2 separate regions of the Rattus norvegicus genome follow, and region 1 is linked to region 2. A link is a contact called in public Hi-C data. All regions are on one chromosome and are shown on one strand. Each heading gives the region's core, a stretch centred on a gene start, on an enhancer-like site or on the middle of the called end of the contact. The rest is flanking DNA. Distances are from core to core; before and after follow the strand shown. Region 1 holds the start of Rpl3 (ribosomal protein L3). Region 2 holds the start of Sun2 (Sad1 and UNC84 domain containing 2).

What was found. Hi-C and Micro-C count contacts between places; a contact is called where the count stands out from the background.
Region 1: a Hi-C map of Schwann cells shows a contact between it and region 2, with 4 times the contacts expected there. The contact joins the promoter of Rpl3 here to the promoter of Sun2 in region 2. A contact is called at or near these places in 5 of 12 Hi-C or Micro-C datasets (the A7r5 cell line, the Rat2 cell line, Schwann cells and 2 more).

The regions. Positions count from the first base shown.
Region 1 is chr7:113,506,525-113,511,191 of GRCr8, reverse strand. It overlaps Rpl3 (ribosomal protein L3), which reads left to right and starts at 3,202. Exons shown (of 10, transcript NM_198753.3): 1 at 3,202-3,231; 2 at 3,978-4,170. The coding sequence starts at 3,229. Snord43l1 (small nucleolar RNA, C/D box 43 like 1) reads left to right here and starts at 3,643; the gene lies at 3,643-3,706.
Region 2 is chr7:113,169,610-113,174,231 of GRCr8, reverse strand. Sun2 (Sad1 and UNC84 domain containing 2) reads left to right here and starts at 1,338. Exons shown (of 18, transcript NM_001427689.1): 1 at 1,338-1,487; 2 at 3,910-4,068. The coding sequence starts at 3,947.

The DNA.
Region 1 (4,667 bases), core at 1,953-4,452, 340 kb before region 2:
GAATGGGAGATGTATCCAAATGCCTGGATTTTGGTATCAAACATAGGGCTTCATGCAGGCTAGGCAAATATTATATCAACTGGGTCAAATTTCTATCCCCAAAGTCCTAATTTTCTAAAGGTGTTAATTTTAAATTTTATTTATTTGAGTCTTACTATATAGCTTTGGCTGGCTTGCAGCTACCTACACAGACCACGTTGGCCTTGAACTCTCAGAGATCTGCTTGCTCTGCCTTCCAAGTGCTGAAATTAAAGGCATGTGGTCCCTATACACAGCTTGAAGACTTGATTTTTCTAAACATATTTTAGAATTAGTTTAAGAGCCTTCCCCTAGTCTCATGTAGTCAAGGATATCTTTGACCTACTGATCCTCCAGCCTCTCCTACCAAAATTGCACTAACTTGCCTGTCCTTAGTCTTCATTGTTAAAGGAGACAGCCTTGAAGACAGAACAGAATCAATGAACTTGAGGCCTTCCACGTGGCCAGGAAGAATTTGTGGACAGAGAACAGGATTAAATATCAAAACCTGATCCCCCCAAAAGTGGTGTTACTTTGTTTTTCTAAAACATAAAACATTATGATTGGTTTGCATTATGGGGTCATTGATTCCTTTAACTGAATGGAGCTTGGCTACTGTAATCAATCAAAATTCAGGTTTACTTCAAATATACTAATCTTTAATACGTTTCACACAAATGACTCATTGGTTGGGTCCAGTTAAAGAGCCTACTCAAAAATCAACAGCTTCTTACATGTGGCAGCTTAACAACTATCTGTAACTCCAAGCTCTGACAGCCTCACACAGACATATGTGCAGGCAAAAACCAATGCATATAAAATAAAAATAGATAAATTTAAAAGAAAGAAGGAAGGAAAGGCTGGAGAGATGGCTCGGTGGTTAAGAGCACTGACTGCTCTTCTAGAGGTCCTGAGTTCAATTTTCAGCAACCACATGGTGGCTCCCAACCATCTGTAATGGGATTCGTTGCCCTCTTCTTGTTTGTCTGAAGACAGCGACAGCGTTCGCACATAAATAAAAAACAAATCTTTTTTTTTTTTTGGTTCTTTTTTTTTTTTTTCGGAGCTGGGGACCGAACCCAGGGCCTTGCGCTTCCTAGGTAAGCACTCTACCACTGAGCTAAATCCCCAGCCCCATAAAAAACAAATCTTAAAAAAAGAAAAAAGGGCTGGAGAGATGGCTCAGCGGTTAAGAGCATCAACTGCTCTTCCAGAGGTCCTGAGTTCAATTCCCAGCAACCACATGGTGGTTCACAACCATCTGTAATGGGATCTGATGCCCTCTTCTGGTGTGTCTGAAGACAGCTATAGTGTACTCATATGCATAAAATAAATAGGTCTTTTTAAAAAAAAGAAAAAAGAAAAAAATCTTCTTTGGACTGGAGGAATGGCTCAGTAGTTAAGGGCTCTTGCAGAGGACCAAGGTTTAGTTCCAAGCACAACAACCATTTGTGACTCTGATTCCAGAGGATCCCACACCCTCTTCTAATCTCCCCAGTACTCTGACCCCTTCAGTACTGCACTTAAGTGGTGTACATGCATAAATGAGGAAAACATTCATACATATAAAACTAAAAAAGAACTTACTAAGAATAGTATCCTTAAGTAGTGCTCCTCCACTATCAGAATTTTTTAAATTTCTTTTTTTTTTTTTTTTTTTTTTTTGGTTCTTTTTTCGGAGCTGGGGACGGAACCCAGGGCCTTGTGCTTCCTAGGCAAGCGCTCTACCACTGAGCTAAATCCCCAACCCCTTAAATTTCTTTTTTAATAAAACTATGTTGTACTAAAAATAAATTCACTAAAATTCTTGATCTGGAGAAATGGTTCAGTGGTTAAGAAAACTTGTTGCCCTCTTTTGCTGCTGTTTGGATGCTCCTATGTAGTAGGAGTGTGCGAATGACTTGGGGCCCCTATTTGCGAGCGATCAAGATGCGGGAGACAAAGGGCGGTTATGGTGCTGGCCGCAGGCCGTCAACTCTGCAGAAGTGTGGTAAAGGCTAGCTCACCGGCCACCATGTGAAATCGATACGATGTGAGGCCGCGCCACGCCTTGGCCACCGCAGGGTCAGATGGGAACGACTGAACTCGTGACTGTTGAAGAGTAGAAGACATATTAAGGTACGGTAGTAATGGCTGAGAACTTCCAGTCACCTTAGATCTTCATATCTAAATTTTGAAAATGAACTTTATGTCAAATAAAAGGTTGCTTGGTGTGTAATAAAAAAAAAAAAAAAAAAAAAAAGAAAACTTGTTGCCGGGTGCTGAAGAGATGGCTCAGCGGTGAAGAGTACTGACTGCTCTTCCAGAGGTCTTGAGTTCAAATCCCAGCAACCACGTGGTGGCTCCCAACCATCTGTAATGGGATCCAATGCCCTCTTCTGGTACTTCTGAAGACAGCTACAGTGTACTCATACACATTAAATGAATAAATAAATCTTAAAAAAAAAAAAGAAAGAAAAGAAAACTTGTTGTCATCCCACGGGACCGGGTTTAGTTCACAGCATTAACAACAGTCTATAACTTCAGTTCCAGGGGGATCTGACAGTTTTTTGATTTCCGAAAACGCCAGGGACGCACATGGCTCACTTACGTACACACAGGGAAAAAAAAACTTCGCACGTTTGTAAATCTGAAAATTATGAACGGGAACGGCATCTGGGGACTGAAATGGCAGAGACAGGACTCGAGGGAGATGTACCCAAAATCATGGCGTATTAAAGGCAAGTCATTGTCAAATCAAAATCACTGGTTAGAAAAAAAAAAGCAGTTTCATTCAGCCTTTCTATCTTAAGAGCTCTCAAGAGCAATACAGTCAGTTGTATCACACTAGGCCTGCTTCAAAACGCCGTTGTTTCGTTGCTGTGTGGGACCGAAGGGACTAGCACTGTGTGATTCCGTTCTAGAGGTGACGGGAAACACAATGCCTTCATTTTTCTTCCTCATCAAATTTGGCTGCTGCAGACCGCCGTAGATTCATTACATTCAAAAGCGTTTCGCTAAGTTTGAACCCAACCACCCTCCGTACAAACGCTATTTGTCAATCCCGAGGGGGCGGGGAAACGTGTGTAAAATGATGTTCCATTCGTGCCCTTCGACCCGACGTCCACTGCGGCAGCACGTTCGCACGCTGAGAAGGCGGAGCCATCGAGTGGCTTTATATAGCCTGCACCAGCGCCTGCTCGATCTCTATCGGCGGCGTGTGGCGGCGAGATGGTATGTACGACTGTGATGCTTTCCTCTATAGTCTTCCGCTGGCCTGACTGTATCGGCCTACCATCGGCGCCATCCCGGCCTCACCAATACTGAGAGGTTATTCTAGGGAGTCAGTGGACGGGCCGCGACCATCCCTATATCCAGGGTCCTAAATGGGTTTATAGAAAACGTGTGGGACCGACTTGGGCCTCTGGGACAGCCATTTGATTGAGCGCAATCCTAAGGGACTCTAGTAGAACTGGCTATTTTGTGGCCTATTCGAGGTTTGGGCCCATGGTTAGCCTGGTAGGGATGGCCGTGGGCTTTTCAGGAATGCATTGACTAAACCTGAGACGTTTTGCAACTTTGGTCGAATCCACCTTGGAATGTGGTTCCAAGAAAGGAAGGAGGATCTCTGGAGTTCCCAGAAGCCACAAATGATGAATCCTTTGACGGGCGGGCAGAATCTCTGTGCTGATTGTCATGTTCTGATCTGGCTTTGGGAGTTCTAGAGGCCTACTTGTAATAGGCTGTGCCTTTGTCGGCCATGTTGCCATTTAGTGGTGACTCCTGAAAATTCACCCAAAGGTAACTTGTTTAGGAGATTTTAGTATCGTCACTTAGTTGTTCGTTGAAACTCTAGAACTAAAGCATTTAGTATTGTTGCAGTCTATCTTAGGACAAAAGTGGAGTCCTCTTTTGCTTAATGGTAAGAGATGGGAAAGTCTTCTCACAGCATTGTTAGTGATTCTCCCGTTTTACCTCAGTCTCACAGGAAATTCTCAGCTCCTAGGCATGGGTCCTTGGGCTTCTTGCCTCGGAAGCGCAGCAGCCGGCATCGTGGAAAAGTGAAGAGCTTCCCTAAGGATGACCCTTCCAAGCCTGTTCACCTCACAGCCTTCCTAGGGTACAAGGCTGGCATGACCCACATTGTCCGGGAAGTTGACCGGCCAGGATCTAGTATGTACAAAACTTGTCCAACTTGGGGTTGTGTGTAATTATGCCTGTAGTTACAGTAAATTTGCAAAGAACAGTAGGTGACCTCCATCCGATGGTGCTTTGTGCTAATCTGGAACAAAGGCTCATTTACCTAGGAATCAAACCCAGGTCCTATGAAAGGATAGACAATATTAGACTCAAGAGATCCCTTGAGGGGCTGGGGATTTAGCTCAGTGGTAGAGCGCTTACCTAGGAAGCGCAAGGCCCTGGGTTCGGTCCCCAGCTCCGAAAAAAAGAACCAAAAAAAAGAGATCCCTTGAGCTTTGATTTTTGCCTACTTGCAACTTTTTCTAGATAGTTAGCAACTGTATGTTTGACAAGTTATGAAGAGACCTGAACTAAGGCCTGTGACGAAGCTGCGCTTTGAGACAGTCTGAAATGAAAACACATGGCCTTTTGCTGCTATTACAGCGCTGGTAGTCAGCACCTGGCGTACTGCCTGCTTTAGATTAGCTGCA
Region 2 (4,622 bases), core at 89-2,588:
ATCTTCCCTGTCCAGCTAACGTTCACGCAGGCGTTAGTTCGCAGGAAGTCTAGGTTGTTCAGAAATAACACTAGTTAGCACAGGTCCAAAGATACTGCAAGGGTAGGCAGCACCCCATTTCCAGATGGGATAATGGAGGTCTAGAAAGGGGGTCTGCTTTAATCTGGCGGTGGAACCAAACCAATACGAGGGGTTTTGTGCTTCCTGAGTTTCCTACTGCCTTTCTATACCTGCTTTTGTTATTTTATCATTTTCTTGTCTCATTTTTTTTTTTCCTGGCATTTTAAACTGAAGGACACTGGTTGTCATCTTCCCTAGAAGAGACTGAACAGAAGTGTTTTATCCCCAGCCACACTCCTTCATCTTTTGGGGGGATGGTGTGTGGAAAGGGGACAGGTCTGTGGAGTCAGGAACTCACTCCAGAGGGTGGAAAAGTAGGAGAATATGTTGCTAGCCCTACCTTCTCTTGCCACCTGCTGTGGATGAAGCCTTCCTTAAAACAGAAAAGCTGCTGTGAAATTTGGGATTTCTGACTGGACATGGCGGTGCGGTGCACTCCTTTAATCTCAGTTCCGGGAGGCAGAGAGGTAGGTGGATCTCTGTGACAGTACAATCTTGTCTTGGAAAAGCAAAAACAAACTAAAACAACAAAAATGGGTGGTTGGGGAAAATGGGTAGTATCCTGCCCATCTTGGAACTAAAAATTCAACCTTAAAATTAAAACAGTATTAATCTTCTAGACCCAACTTCCCCTCTGGGTAGGTTCTATGTAAGAAACAAAACTTCCGGGGTTGGGGATTTAGCTCAGTGGTAGAGCGCTTGCCTAGAAAGCGCAAGGCCCTGGGTTCGGTCCTCAGCTCCAAAAAAAAAAGAAAGAAAAAAAAAAAAAAGAAAGAAAAGAAAAGAAACAAAACTTCCATGGATCTGTTTCCCTTGTCTTTAAAGTGGGCAGACAGGGCTGGCGCTGGGAAGTGTCCACACCACCGGTGCGCGCGGGGTCCACGGAGGGATCCTTTCCCAATGGCCAATTCCATGACACCCTGTGTGCACCAGCACCTAAAGCCTTTAGAGCTCCGGCGCGGCGTGAGCGTGGGCACGGGTGGGCGACGGAACGCACAAGTCCCACAGCCAGGAGGTCCTACTTGCTCCCGCCTCCCACGCGCGAACTACAGGGCCCACGCGAAGGGCGGGCCGAGCCGGAGCCTTTGTGTTCAAACCAACCAATGGGCGGCAACGGAGGGCGGGGCGGGCCGGCTGGGCCTGGCCAATGACTTGTGGGCTGTCAGCCTTGACTGACAGGCGCACACATACACACTCGGCCACGCGCGCACCGCCCTGCCCCACTCGCGCAGCGCGGGCCTCCGCCGGCCGCATTGTCCCGCGTCTCCGCTCTGCGCTCATCTCAGCCTCAGCCTCAGCCTCGGGACCGGCCCGGCCCAGCGCGCGGCGCCGCCCGGGGAACCCCGACACGGGAACAGCCACGGAAGGTAAGGAACGGGTTGGGCCCGCCTCCCACGGCCCCACGGCCGCCTGACCCGGGTCGCCGTCCAGCTGTAGCGGGCCTGAGCCTCACCGTCCGGTCAGGCCGGGCCACTCCAACCCCCTTGCGACGCACGCTCCGGGACACTCGCGGGCCGGCGCCCTGACGCATCGCAGTCACGGGGAGGGCGCTGTCCCCAGGCGGGACTTCCCCAGCAGCCTCCGGGGAGGAGGGCAGCCAAGACCCAGCCGCCCCAAACCGGACCAGGGCAGTGCCACAGGCCGAGCCCTGGCACTGGAAGTTCCCAGCCTGCGCCACCACCGCCTGTCACAGTTATGGGGGATGGGGGAGGGCCCATTTAGCTCAGTTCCAAAACAGCCTAACCCAACCAAAACAAAACAAAGCCATCGCGCGCTGGGGTGTGACTTAGAGCCAGGACAGAGAGTGAGCGCCTGGAGCACTTTTTGTGTCCCGGGGGAAATGGAGTGGAGATGTCACATATAAGATTCCCAACAGGGGCCATGTCTCAGGGGTCAAGGCTCTGAAGTAGGAAAGGATGTTTTATTTGAGGGTTTTGTAACTAATGGCAGGATGGAGGAGTGAATATCCCAGCCGCTCCCCACAGTAGACCTTTGTGATCTTGTGTAACCTGGATGGCCGCTGTGGTAAACTGTTTTGTGACAACAGGATGAAGTATGAAAGATAACGATGATAAGATTCGCATAGCTCTGGGAGTGCTGGGAGATGGCACATGGGCAGTGTTCAGTGCCCTATCTCCCCACCCCCTCAGAACGTTTAGATTCTTGCCACAGCAGCGTGGGTACTGTATAAACATGTTGCACTGTTTTCCCCCCTGGCAAAAGCTTCATGTGCTACAGCAGGGCAGGGGTTAAGAGGTGGAGGGTGTGGGCATCTAGAGCTGTTAGGTAGGGGTGGCAGTCATGGGTGGAACTACCTTATAAGGACTGGAATACAACCCAGGATACTACCAGTTGGTCCCTTTACCAACACCAGTTAAAGAGAGTGAAGGATGCCAGATGGGCATCCCACCTGGTTAAATGCCAGTTAGCCCAGACAGGAGGCTACTTGTCTTTCTAGCTGGATGAACCTGACCTTCTGGTTTCTGAGGTCGGGGTTTGGGTGTGTTTCCCACCATGGGAGGTCAGTATTCACCAGGAATCTCAGAAGCAATACAAAGTCATAAATACCAGGATCTCTTTTTGGATGGGTTTGGGGATCTAAAGTTTTGTAATTCTGCTAGCCCAGGTTGGAGAGACTCCTGTGTTGATGTTCTGAGATTTGAAATTAGGTCCCTGCACTGAAAGATTTGTTTATCTTCGCTGATGTAGTGGAAGGCTGTCTTTGGCCAGATCTTTTCACTTTGGCCTTCTTATCAGTTTCACCCACCTCATGTGGTGACTCTGACTGTCCTATAGGCCAGACTGACTGCAACTCCACAAAACAGCTCCACCTTCCGCCTTACTTCGTTAACAGATACTTGTGTAACTGCCATGTAACCACACCGTTGACAGCTATGTTCCAAGCATATGCTATATGGAGCTGTAACATTCCCCAGACAACTTGCAGACCTTCTGATGAAGTGCAAATGCCCAGGCCCACAGCCTGTCAGGTCTGAGCAGAGACCTGGCTCTCACCTGCAGGCTCGCATCCCAGGTTCCTCCCCTTAGATGGGTGATGATGGCCCCCTTGCTTGTGCCAGGGTCATTAATGAGTAGGAAAGGAATTAGGCAGCCAGTAGTAATTTATCACTGTCATTGTCACATCAAGGTGTCATAGCACAGTGTGCTGAGGGGCCGCAGAATATGGTAGGAAGGGTTTCTGCAGTCAGGACGTAGCTGGCTCTGTGAACCAGAGGCTGTGACTGAAAAGAAGGAAAGGAGGTCTGGAGAGATGGCTCAGAGGTTAAGAGCACTGGCTGCTTTTCCAGAGGTCCTGAGTTCAAATCCCAGCAACCACATGGTGGTTCATAACTGTCTGTAACTCTAGTTCTAGGGAACCTAACACCCTTACACATACATACATACATACATACATACATACATGAGAAACACCAATGGAAGGGGAGCGGTACCTATGAGGTTGGGCAGTTGGCTGGGGGTGGGCAGGCTGAAGAGCACACCCCAGGGAGCAGTGTCTGTCAGATGTCAGTCCCTGCTGCACCTCAGAGGTCCAACAAGGCCTGATTCTGGCTCCCACAGGATAAGGACAAGCAACCTATCAATTAGGAAACCCTGTGAAAAGAGCCGTGGAAGAAGCTCCCAGAGTCCTAAGTCAGTCCCAAGGCAGGTGGTAGACAGGGGTGAGGGGAGATGCCCTCTACCACAGGGCTGCTTTGTCTAAGTGCACAGGCATCTATTCTTTCCCCGGGGACAGCCCCAAACCTTATATGTTGCCCTGTCTCCTCCAAGTCTTTCTTCAGGAGAAGAGTCCCCACTCTGCCTCATCATGTCAAGACGAAGCCAGCGCCTCACGCGCTACTCCCAGGATGACAACGATGGTAGCAGCAGCAGTGGTGCAAGCTCCGTGGCAGGAGGCCAGAGCACCGTGTTTAAAGACAGTCCTCTCAGGTAGGAGCAGAGCCCGTGGCCCTTCCTTTCACTGCCTTTGTGGATGGAGACAGATACTTGGTCAAGAGGGTTGGTTCTGTCTGTCTTCACTTCTGTAAGGACACCAGGAGCCAGGATGCTGCCTTCTCTACCCAGTGTGAGCAGGGGCCACCCAGCCTCGGTTTAGTGAACAGGAAGTGGGGAGAAGCAGCTTCACACAAAAGCCAGGCAGGAAACGACAAAGTCTTCCACTGGGCTCACAGCAGCAGGCTGACTGTGGGCAGGTGTGGCAGACCAGCCACCTTTCCCAGGCTCACACTTTACATCTCACCAAGTGGAGAGCCTCAGTGGCTTGGGACTACATGCCTTGTCATCTCCCTTCCCCTCCCCCGGCAGCCATGAGCCCCTGAGGCTCTGACTAGGTCTGGGAAGCCAGGTCAGGTTTGTCCAGATTTTCAGTAGGTTATGGGAACTCCAAGTCCCCCTAGGAAGCATGGGGAAACATTTGGCTTTGAAGTTAGAAACCTGAGTTGGATGCTGTCTCTGTCTCTGGAGCTTGCTCATGTCTGGTGAGA